Regions from separate parts of the Rattus norvegicus genome. Here region 1 is linked to region 2. The links are chromatin contacts, called in public Hi-C maps. All regions are on one chromosome and are shown on one strand. The core of a region is the stretch at or near the end of the contact, and the rest is flanking DNA. Distances in the headings are between cores, read along the strand shown.

What was found. A called contact is a pair of places that touch in the nucleus more often than the background predicts.
Region 1: a Hi-C map of kidney shows a contact between it and region 2, with 3 times the contacts expected there. The contact joins two enhancer-like sites. A contact is called at or near these places in 5 of 12 Hi-C or Micro-C datasets (the A7r5 cell line, frontal cortex, kidney and 1 more).

What each region holds. Positions count from the first base shown.
Region 1 is chr1:48,998,569-49,004,518 of GRCr8, forward strand. Synj2 (synaptojanin 2) reads left to right here. Exons shown (of 28, transcript NM_001113371.1): 14 at 602-683; 15 at 1,922-2,062; 16 at 3,735-3,927. Among named protein-coding and RNA genes, the nearest start is that of Serac1, 60 kb to the right of the region's middle. Within about 2 kb of position 4,288, at least 13 of the 93 cell types and tissues checked have an H3K27ac peak or open chromatin away from gene starts, as enhancers often do.
Region 2 is chr1:48,961,484-48,967,835 of GRCr8, forward strand. It overlaps Synj2 (synaptojanin 2), which reads left to right. Exons shown (of 28, transcript NM_001113371.1): 3 at 5,299-5,569. Among named protein-coding and RNA genes, the nearest start is that of Synj2, 41 kb to the left of the region's middle. Within about 2 kb of position 1,933, at least 21 of the 93 cell types and tissues checked have an H3K27ac peak or open chromatin away from gene starts, as enhancers often do.

The sequences.
Region 1 (5,950 bases), core at 3,038-5,537, 39 kb after region 2:
TGGGCATGGCCTAGTGTATGTCTGAGGAAGTGGCTGGGAGGCCCAGTAAATGGCTGCAGGGATTCTGTGATGCACTGGCCTCTTTGTAGAAAGGAGGATCACTAGGTTCTACAGCAAGGCATCTACAGAGCTTCTAGGCCGTGTCTCCCTTGACCATAAGCAGCCACCCCTGGGTCAATCTGAAAACTACTTGGGAACCACAGAGTAGACATGAGAGAATGTTGTTCCTGGCCACTTAGGATCTGGCTGGAGAGAGATGTCAACCAGGAAGAATAAGAGCATGGCCAGGCTGAGTCAAGCGTTCTTGCTCATGGTATCCAGCTGAACTCCTGTCTGTATTACCTGGGGATATGGCTGATTGCTGTCCCTTTGTAGAGAAAGAGTTGGGGGTTCAGGGAGGTTCACAAGCTGCTCCAGGCTGAATACAGGGAAGGGCAGAGGTGCCCTGGAGGTGCACAAGAGGGCGTGAGGGCAGGCTCCAGGGGCTTGGCCTGTATGAGTGGAATGGGTTCTAGCAATGCGATCAGGAAGAGGGGGAAGAGCAGACAGGCAGCACACGGTGTGCAGTGCCGACTTCCTTGTCTCTCGCCTTGTTCCTTAGACGATGGCGGTCCCGCTGACATATTTGCCGTCGGGTTTGAGGAGATGGTGGAGCTGAGTGCAGGAAATATTGTCAATGCCAGGTAAGCAGCAGGCGAGCAGGCTGTCCCTGGACCAGGTGCCTTGCCAGATTTGGGGCTCCAAGCACCCCTGGAGCCATCTTGTTCCTGGGCCAGCAGCCCGTGGCGCTGGCTGTTTGGGTCCTTCTGGCTACATTCCCAGCACGCACTGGCTGAGGGCTCTGCTTGTCTTTTCCTGCTGATTAAACAAAGTGGGACGACTGTGGTAGGTTCCAGCCTGGGCTTTGTGCTGTGGTTGAGTCACACTGTCTCAGGAAGTGTGTGTTGGGGGGGTACGGGGGGGGGTGCCGAGGGGGTGCCGTGTGTGTGTGTGTGTGTGTCTGTGTCTGTGTGTGTGTGGGGTGCGGTGTGTGTGGGGGTGCCGTGTGTGTGGGGGGGTGCCGTGTGTGTGGGGGTGCATGCTGGGAAGTGCTTCTCCTTACAGCAAGCAGGAAGGGGAGACCCCAAACCACTGGATCAACACTCAATATAAGGAAAACTAGACATTCATTCTCATAGGCGACCCAGTCTTATTTCGAGGAACACTTTAATTTTAAAAATTAAAATTTTTACCCACTGGGCTACCCTATTATCTGTTAAGGAACTTTTAAATAGATACATAGATAAATAAAATAAAACAGGCTGGGGTTGGGGATTTAGCTCAGTGGTAGAGCACTTGCCTAGAAAGTGCTGCAAGGCCCTGGGTTCGGTCTTCAGCTCCGGAAAAAAAAAAAGAAAGAAAAAAAAAATAAAACAGGCTTTTGGGAAGTTTTATCTCATTGTACATAGGTATCAGGGATGGTGGGGAGCTACTGTGATATATAAGTTAGAATCGGAACTGGACCTTGTGTCACAGACCCATAGCACCAGCTACTTGGGAGGCTGAGGCAGAAGGATTGATTGAACAGTCAAGGTCTGCCTGGGCTACAGAGTAAGTTCAAGGCCAGCCTGAGTGAGTTAGGAGTCTCAATAAATAAAAAGAGGTGTGTGCCTTTGCCTAGTGAACACAACGTCCTGGGTTCAATCCTCATTCCCACCAAAAACTCAAAAACAGTGGAGAACAGCAAAAACCAATCCAAAATGTGTAGAAGTTCACATGAGAGAGGGATTGGTGCCTGGCACTCCTGTTGGGGGGTGTAGGCAGCTTGCAGTCCAATGGAGGACAGACAGATGGATGGATAGGGAAGCCTGTGGGGTCAGCAATGGGAGATGGGGGCTTCCTACTAGCAGTTTGTCATATCCTTGACTTCCTGCCTTTTCAGCACCACCAACAGGAAGATGTGGGGTGAGCAGCTCCAGAAAGCCATCTCCCGATCCCATCGGTACATCCTCTTGACCTCAGCACAGCTGGTGGGCGTCTGTCTTTACATCTTTGTACGTCCGTACCACGTCCCGTTCATCAGGTAAGGACACTTAGCGTATAAGCATCTGGGGAACCGGGGCTTACACGTCTGTGTTTGGTTCTGTAATGTTCTCCTCACGTCCGTCCCCCAGTCCCCCAGCCCCCAGCCCCCACCCCCAGCAGGAAACAGGACCTGCCATTATTCTCCATGCACAGAGAAAAACTCCTGAGGGAAAATGGGCTTGAATTGGATATTGTCTGGCAACTAAAAAGCCACCACGGGAAAATCCTAACTCAGGAAACTGGCCTCCTAGGAGGAGTCAGGACCGATATGGGGCAAGCTCAGGCAGGGCAGGGAGCGGGTGTCCCATTCACATTTCCTGGGTAGGAACGCTGTGAACAAGAGGTGAATGACTACTCAGGAATCATGGACTGTTTTGCCTCTTCTAGAATTCTCAATTATTACCTCTCTGAGGTGACGGCTTCATGAGTGTAAGAAGCAGTCAATATTAGGAAATAGGTGTCTTTCAGGAGAGGGAATTTGCCATTTTCTGGCTTTCTCCTTGCCTCCTATTGCTATGTGGCCTGGCCTTGCTGGTGGCATTAGGATTACTAATCCAAGAGGATGGAGACCTGACCAAGCACCACCACATAGCAAGGGCCATGGGAATGCCCCACCCTGGCCCTTAGGGTCCACACTCATAACCTTTCCTTACCTTCAAAACACAGTTAAGGCCCTGCCCTGCTATTGTGTTACTAGGGCAGCTTGGCCACGCCCTAAGCTTATCAAGAGAAGTCTGGGTAAAGGCTAATGCTAAATCCTGGGGAGAGGTGAGGCGGAGAGCGGCAGATTTCCCAAAGCCAGCTGAGGTCTCAGCACCTTGTCCTCAGTTTCCTGCCCTTTGGCCTCTAGCTTGTTTAACTTAACCCCTTGGCTTATCACCACCACCCCTCATCTTCCAAGTCAAAGGCGTCCAGCGGCCTCTGGCTGTGGCCTGCTCATGGAAACATTAACTAGACAGTAGTCTGTGATCCTGTGGCCTCACACACAGGAGGGCATCCCCAGTGCATTTGGAGACGGGTGGTATGGGACCAGCTTCCTAGGCCTGTTTCCTAGTTCTCAAAATTTTTCATCCATTGCCATAGTCCCTCTTTTTTTTTCTTTTTTCTTTTTTTTTTTTTTTTTCGGAGCTGAGGACTGAACCCAGGGCCTTGCACTTGCTAGGCAGGCAGTCTACCACTGAGCTAAATCCCCAACCCCGCCATAGTCCCTCTTATTCCTTACATGAGAGCTGAGGGGGCCCAACACTGAAACATCTGCCACTTCTGCTGGGGAGAGAACAAGGCAAGGCATTGAACAGACCCCACCATCCAAGCCAAGTGACCTAGACCTGGCCAAGCACTACCAGATAACGAGGGCCACTGGAATGCCCTACAGTGGCTCTCAGGCTTCGCATTCATAACCTTTTGTTACCTTCAAACCACAGTTAAGGCCCTGCCCCTTTTACAGGAGTGATGTGTCTGCAGCTTTACCAGATACTGGTGTAGGACCAGGCCCTTCTAAGCAGACCCAATTGAGATGCAGCCCATCCAGGCAGTCCTTAGCAGTGAGAAGGACCGTGGACTTGACCAGTCACGTTGATCTCCAAGCTTTTGGCTAGAGGCTCTTCTCTGTGTTAGAATAGGGTTGTCTTGCCCCACAGCCAATGGACTGTGACGTTCTTTTGTTCCAGGGATGTGGCCATCGACACCGTGAAGACCGGTATGGGGGGAAAGGCAGGGAATAAGGGCGCCGTGGGTATCCGCTTTCAGTTCCACAGCACTAGCTTCTGCTTCATCTGCAGTCACCTGACGGCTGGGCAGTCTCAGGTGAAGGAGAGGAACGAAGACTACCGGGAGATCACGCACAAGCTCTCCTTCCCTTCGGTGAGTGGCGTGTGGGTTGGCCATGCACTAGGGCAGCCTGCCCAAGTCTACCACATGTAGCCTTCTGAGCTGATAATAGGAGCTCCCACCTCCAAAGCCATGAGAATCCACCGTGGGGGAAGGGAGACATGCTGTCGTTCTTGGAGCAGGAGCCCAGCCCTTGTAGAGTTCTGTCACTTCAACTTCCTGGAACCTTAGCTGTCCTAACTATTCTTAGGTACACTCTGGGGTGTTTAAAACCAGGGTGGTCTTGTGAAGAGCATTTGATTCAAGCAGTATGATTTCATTTTCATGGTGGCGTCAGTGTGGGTTTAATTTTCTTTTGATGCACACACACACTTACACACATACCTCCGTTGCTATTCAGCTATGACTGTTTCCAAACTGGCAAATCCTGACTGAAAAGTCATGGTCTCCCAACCCATCTGCCATCTCCAGAAATGCACCCACACTGCCCTCTAGTGACAACCCAGAGATTTCCACTCCAAAGCCAACAGACTCTTTTCAGTTAGATTTTTAGATTTCTCCTTCCCATAGAAAAATGATAGCCCCACCCCTACACACACTTCAGCCTGATGTGTGTGCCCCATTTGCTAGCCAGAAAAGTGTGGGTTAGCTATCCTTGCCACAGATCCTTCCAGATTCTAACAGGCTGGTTAGAGCCTGGAATTCTTCCCTTGTTGGACAGATTGGTTCTCTATGATGATAGAGCCTTTAAGACCAGCCTTCCCGGGATTTGGCTGCACAGCAAAAGTTCATCTGGTTTCCATTATAAGTCTCTGAACCCTCGATGTTGTCTTTATTTCTTGAGTTGAAGAACAAATAAGTTGAGGAACTTTCGATTTGTATATTGACCCCTCTTCTTACTTGAAAATGGGAACTTTGAAACAGTATTCTCAGGATACATAGCAATAACTGAAAATTTGACTACATGATCCTTTTTCTTCTTCTGTAGAAAGAAAAATTGAACCTATAAATTAACTCTCTTGTGCTGGCTGTGTGGATTGCATTACTATTTAAATTAAATTAATTACATTTAATTAATTAAAAATCACTTGCACTGGTGCCTGAGTAAGTGTTCTATTATTGTGAAGAGACACAACGGGCATAGCAACTCTTAAAAAGAAAGTGTTTAATTGGGGCTTGCTCACAGTTTCAGAGGGTTAGTCCATATCATCAAGGCAGGGAGCATGGCTGCACACAGGCAGACAGGGCAACTAGAAAATTACCTGAGAGTGCTATATCCAGATCCACTGGCAGGCAGCGGGAAGAGGGAGACACTAGGCCTGGCATGAACTTTTGAAAGCTCAAAGCCCACCCCTAGTGACACACCTCCCCCAACGAGGCCACACCTACTCCAACAAGGCCAGCCAACTCCAACAAGGCCACACCCACTCTAACGAGGCCACACCCCCAAGGAGGCCACACCTACTTCAACAAAGTCACACCTTCCCCGAGGCCACACCTACCCCAACAAGGCTACAACCCCAACAGGGCAGCAACTTTTAATCCTTTTAAATAGTACCACAACCTTAACATTTCAAGGATATAAGGCTGGCGGGTGGGGAGTTCTTTTTCAAATCACCACAACCAGTCATGTTCAATGCACCTGGCATAGACTCCTTTGGCCAATAACTCCTTTACTGGGCATCATGGAAAACATTTCTACTTCCACAGAAAGATATATGGTTTGGTTTGGGCCACCTTAATCTGTCTGTGCCATCAGTGTTTAATGGAGGGTTTGAATACCATAGTAGAGCTCGGGAGAGGAGGAGAGATAGGTTTAAAGCTAGGTAGATCTGGGTTTGAATACCATAGTAGAGCTCGGGAGAGGAGGAGAGATAGGTTTAAAGCTAGGTAGATCTGGGTTTGAATTTTAACTTTATCATGAACTAGCCTTACAGACTTCAGGGAGTTACACAAAACATACACAGGGGAGGGGGGAGGGGGTGTCACCTAAGTGTTGTGCTGCACAGACTCCTGTCAGGATAGAGCCCTACACTGTGGTCAGTCTGTATGTCGT
Region 2 (6,352 bases), core at 683-3,182:
GTGAACCTCGGGAGAAGCCTCAGGTGTCCAAGGCAGGTGCATCCCTCTGACCTTGCTTTGACCCACGCTGTGTACCTCGGCGGCCTTGCCAGCCCAGACCAAACTGGGAGATGGGCAGGAGTTTGACCTCCACCAGTTTACTGTTGGGTTCAGTGTTCCTTAAAATCCACAGCACGTGGAACACAGCTAAGGGCCTCTGAGCAGGGCTGGGAGGAGAAAACCAGGGCAGTAGGACCAGTCCAGCTCACTGGTGAGTAGGGCCAGGTGAGGCCTTCTGGGAGAGGCCGTGCCCAGCATGGTCCACAGCTCCAGGTTCTGTGGCCAAAGAGGTGCACAGACTTATGGGCTTCTATGAAGACCACTCCCAGATCTTGACTCTTTCTAGTAGCTGTCCCCTGTAGGAATGTACCCCTGGGTCTCACCCACAGTCATCCTTCTAACATTTGTAAGTTCTTTTTCTCATCCAGAATAGTACCATGCCGTCCCACTCTGGAGGTGGCGAGCTAACTCCAGAGTCAAACAAAGGCGTCCGTCAAAGCACTGCTGTCTGTACTGTTGTTTGATCAGGCCGTGCCAGTGGCTCTGTACAGTTCACGTCTAAGTCAGGGGCTGCCCATGCGTTTGCCTTTCACCAGAGTGAAGAGTGCAGTTGGATGTCATCTGTCGGCGTTAATAGTCATTTTGCTGATAAGTCGCTTAAAATTCCCTTGTAGTACCAATTCAGCATCAGAAGCATTGACTGACATTTCTAAAATTAAACTTTCTATTCCCAACTATTTATCAACACGAATAGTTTTGTACTGCGTTTACATCTACAAAAATGGAGAACAGAGGGACCGGAGAGATAGTTCAATGATTAAGAGCGCATACTTCCCTTCCGGAGGATCCAGGTTTAGTTCCTGGAACCCACACCGGATGGCTCACAACTGGCTGTAATTCTGTCTTCAGGGGATCTGACACCCCTGGTTTCTGTGGATGCGCGCGCGCGAACACACACACACACACACACACTTTATTATAATTAGAATGGTTCTGCCTACTGTCCTTCCATCAGTTAATAATACTTACCATCTTGTTCTGTCTTTACAACACATCTTTACATTTTATGTTAAAGGATTGTTTACCAAAATGTTTTGTTTCCTTTGAACTGTTTATATTGTTTTGCCAGTCCTACGAGTGATTTCAACGATAAATCAGATCCTGGCTAAGACACTCGTTAACTGATCCTATAAGGAGATCAGAGGAGAACTCAGGAGCACACATGTGCCATGATAGGACTAGAGCCTGAGGGGTGAAATGCATCAGAGGGCCCACCTGCTTAGGAAGAGCGCTCAGGAGGCCTTAAGCGTCCACTGGGCACTGGGCATGGAGGATCTGACAGTTTGCCTTTTCAAAATGGTCAGTGCCTAGAACATGATGCAAAATGTAATGCTACCAATCAGCGGGAAGAGTCCCTCTGCCCTACCCAGATAGAAGCCGTGGCTGGGCAAGGAGAAGATTGTGGCCAGGCAAGGAGAGGGAAGCAATTCAATTACTAGTCCTGGGTGGCTTTTGTCTCCTGTGTTGTTCTGCAGGAAGGTGGGAGCAGCTGTAGGTGGCGCCCTCTACTGTTACAGCTTTCATACAGGCCTTTGGCTTCAGGACCCTTCGTTCTACAAGTCTTAAAACTTGTAGGCCTGCAGGAAGTCATCCTGACTCCTTAGCCCTTCACAGCAGCTGCCATTATAGCTTGTGGGAAGGCTTAGGTGTGGTGATCCCTTTGTTCTTGACAACAGCCCATACAACAGCCCATATTCCAGCTCGCAGGCCTTGAGTGTCTGAGATCCTTGGCCTTTAGAAGCTTGTCAGCTCCTGGAGCTCTTCCTGAGACTACAGTTTCTATTCTCAGGCCCTTTAGAGCCTGTCTTTGTTCACAGCCCAACGCCCTTTTAGGCACTGTTTGCCATCTCTGCTATTCCTGTTCTGGCTACTCCTTCTGTCAGGCAGCTGGCTGGCCGTCTTGCGGCTTTTGCGCTTGGCTAGCTGCCCGCTTGGCTGCTGGTTCTTATTGGTCCGTAAGAAAAGCCATTTGATGGGCTAGTGTGGTAGCACCAAGGGCAGGCAGTACAGGTTGGTGTCTCCCAGCCTACTCATGAAGGAAGCCAGATTAACCAGTTTACATAGCCAAGAGCGGGTATTTGGACCAATCAGGCTGCACCTCACATGTAAAGGTTTGCATTTGCACCAATCACAGCACACTTTGCATATAAATGAAAATGAGTGCGTGTATACTGTTCCCTTCGCACCTGTCACAACAATGCCTTGGCAAGGCCACTAGGAAAGGGCTCTTGTCTCTGGCCTTGGTGGAAGTGGTTGCAGTGACATTTAGGATGCTCGTAATAGCAAAATAAGTTTGATATATGGACACTTTGGAACAGTCCTGACTGAGGCTAGCTATGCCACAGAAAACCAGAGCCACAGTTATGATTATTGTAGTTTTTTTCTTTTTTAAGGCATCTGTGAAGTCTTCAAAACAGCTGGTGATGCCACAAGGGTAACCCACCAGCTGTTTGAACCTTTTTGCTCAAAGCAACAAAATAAGAGGCCAACAGCTGCCAATTAGAGTCAGTTTACTCATCCCCCCCACTGCCCTTGCCTTATAGGAAAGTAAATGCCAGGACTCTTACAAGAAAAACTTAATAACTTGTTAGTGTTAATTGTGATTTTGAAAGATTTTTACCAATGCCCAGTGCCTGAGAGAGAACTAGTCTCTATCGTGTCTCAATATTACTTTTAGGCTGTAGGGGGAAACTTGGGTATGCATGTTCAAATAAGCGGAGTATAGTGTTGCCCTAGCAAAGTTCCAGAGACAAGAGCAATATCTCACAAAACATCGTCATTGGTGGCAAGAATCTGTTCTATAGTCCAAGATTAAGGTGCCAAAAGGCCGGGGGCAGGCAGACCTCAGGTTTAAAGGAAATCCCCTGTAGCATGCCCTGGTCATGATTCAGCTCCCCTGGGGACATTCGTGTGAAATGACAATGGTGGCCCTCAGCAGCAGTGTTGTTAGGCCCACTGGCACGGCTACCTGTCAGCAGCCCCCGGGCTTTCCAGCTGTGGAGCAGACTTAGCCAGAACAACACACCCAAATGGTATAGCCAGATGGTGCCTTCAGATCATCCCAGTTCCCCTACTCAGTCACCCCTGACTTCTTAGCCTCCACTTGTCTCCTTTCCCCTCTCTATAAAATGGGCTGACACTAGTGGGTGTAGATACAACTAAGTCATTGTTTGTACAGTGCCTGTGCGTGAAGCATTGTCCCATATTGAAGCATGTATCTGCCATATTGGGTATTTGGCTCCGAGGTACATTCTAACTGGCAGCTCTCACTTACCTGTACTTACTGGAGCCTTGCCTCAGATGGATGGCCTTCCTGTGGTGACATCATTCCCTCTCATTCTCCATAAGCCCTCTCCCCCCTCCTCATTCTCTTCTCCTTCATTGAGCCCCAAGCCCAGACCATGGACCTGTCTTAGCCATGCCAGGGGACTTTGCTGGATACTAAACTTATCAGTTCAGGCAGCCAGATGCCAAGGCTGTGGACTGTGTGCTGCCTTGAGGATGTCCACCCCACTGAAACTCACCTGTTCTCATGGGAGGAGCTCAGCCCTAACTGCCTCATCGGCCCACCACAACTCTCTGGTTCTTGTGTTGTCTTGAAGTGGCTTCCTGGGGATGCATGTGCCAAGTCAATATCTGGCCCTGTGGGCATCCTTCCTCCCTGCAGTGCATCAGCCATCATGTGTGAGCCGTGACCTACTTACTCAGCAACTGTTCTTTAATAAAAGCCAGTCGCCCATCCCTGCAGCTGCAATCTTCCCGTGAAGTGTGAGAAAGGCAGCCTGCTGGAGCTGGTAGATGGTGGGATTGGATGCCTCTGTGATCTCTTACAAAAGTGTGAGGGACAGAAGGATGGCAGGAAGCATCACTTCAGCCAGAGGCTGTTGGCCATCTGGAATAAACCTTGCTGGGACATCTCCCTTAGACCTCCACAGGGTGGGGGGAGATCCTGATAGATCCAGTCCCATCACCTACTGGGACCATCTCTTGGACCCCATCTTTGGAAGGGACACACAGCATTGCCACCACCCCTTGGTGTGGGTAGTACCTTTAAGAAGTAGGGTACAAGGAACAGAAAGAGAGCAGCCAGCGACAGTGTGGAGGGTCTTGGCGAAGGGTGTGTTGGACTTCTATGCTGGAATCTGTTTAGGAAGCGTTCACACACATGTGTGCTGCTGGGGAGGTGGTAGCATACACTAAGTTCTGCCCCCAAGGAGCCCCAGCTGCGGAGGGACATGGCTGCAAGGAAAGCTGCTGGCTTTCCGGGCCCAGAGCTACTGAGAAGCTTTAAATGCTGCATCTTGGAAGAGCAGAGACAACTTCCTGAAGGAGGTGCTGCCCGTGGACCTGAGGAGGGGCAGGAATTTACCCAGTGAGGGAAAGAGAACTCACAGTATCCCAGGAGATAGAAGGCTGGGACCCAGAGCTCTTCCTTCTGCCCTGCCAGGGAAGAGTCGAGGTTAGAAGGAGTCCTTTGTTGGGCAGATGGCAGTGGGACCTTTATACAAGTGGGAGGACGTCTCCCATAAGGCTAAAGTGAGTGTAAGACCATGTGGGGCATTGAGGAGCAGCAGAACACAGCCCTGGAGAGCAGCTGCCGGGGAACAATCCACCTATGGGGCAGGGATACATAAGGGGCTTTCATTTCTTTTCTGGGGCTCAGTGGGAGCCAGAGAGGGATCTGAGCAGGGGATGCCTGCTATCAGCTGCGTTTGAGAAGCCTGTGCCTGCTGTAGCTGTGAGGGAGCCCAGGCAGTGACCGAGGGGGAGGGGCGGGAATCCAGGAGGATGGATTAGAGGGTGTCAGGCACAGATTTGGAAGAGGGTTGTGGTTAGGAAGGGAGGATGGTTGAAAGGCTTGTGCTAACCATCTAGAAGGTAGGTGAGTGGGACCCATAGCCTCTCCTTTCATCCTGTCAGGGTGGAGCTGAGACTGAGGTGAGCTAGGAAAGGAGAGAGAGAGCTGGGGTGGGAAAGCCTTCACAGCAGAATCGCCTTAGGATTCTTCCTCTTAGGCTGAGGAAGATGATGTGGCACCAATGCTTCCACTTGGGGTACAGGCTAGGCAGCTGGGCAGACCACCCTAGACCTAGGAGACAGGACTTAGAAAGGGCCTCCAGTTAGGGTCGGGGAAACTCTGGGATGCAGTCTGTTTAGTGCCCATAATTCTTCATCTTTTCTGTCTGATGTCCCTTTCAGGTGGCGTCCCCTTGAGCTTTCTGGTGTTGGTGACAGGCTGCACGTCAGTGGGCAGAATTCCAGATGCAGAGATCTACAAAATCACTGGCACTGAGTTTTACCCCCTGCAGGAAGAGGCCAAGGAAGAGGACCGCCTGCCAGCCTTGAAGAAAATCCTGAGTTCAGGGGTGTTCTATTTCGCATGGCCCAATGATGGCGCCTGCTTCGATCTGACCATCAGGGCTCAGAAACAGGGTGATGACTGCTCTGAATGGGGGACCTCCTTCTTCTGGTAAGGGACTGGGGTCCCAGAGGGCAGCTTCTGGGCACCACCTGAGCCGTCGCCTTCCATCTGGCCCAGGGTTCTGGGTGAGCTGTGGCATGGCATGGAGAGTCACATTTGCATTCTGTACAGTGAGCAAAGACAGCTAACCCAGCACCCTACCCTGTGGGCTTAGCTCCAGGAATATATTCATGCGGTCCCAGGCAGGTCTAGAAAAGAACCTGTTCCCTGAGTAGAGCATTGGGGCTTCTTCACCTGCTCAGGCCTCTCCAGTGACGCTCTCCTCAGACTCACTGGGCACGAAAGAGAAACAGTCAGGCTCAACGTGATGGGAATTCTGCTGCTGGCACCCCGGCAGATCTTGGCTTTTAAGGCTTTGGTCCAAGCAGTACCCTGTGGGGCCACACCAGTTTCCCAGCCAGACACAGATACAGAGGCTGGTTTCTGCCTTTTCCTTGATACCTGCCTAGCTGCAATTGCCTGCAGGAACCAGTAAAGGTTCCCATGGTAGGGTAAGGATTCTTTCTGAAGAGCTTCAGCTCCCCATTCTAAATTCCTCCCTTCTGTTGATAACAACCCCATTACATTCCCACATTTGCCCCTGGCCCCCTGCCTTGACACTCACCTGGGTCCTCCTCAGTTTATGTGTTTAGGTTTTGGACACTGACATCCTTATCACGGTGCGTGCTCTAGTATAGCAGGTGGGCACGGGGTCTGAGACGCCTACATTTCTAACCAGCCACTCAGCTGGGCTGCAGACCAACAGTTGACAATGCCAGGTACTTGCTGGAC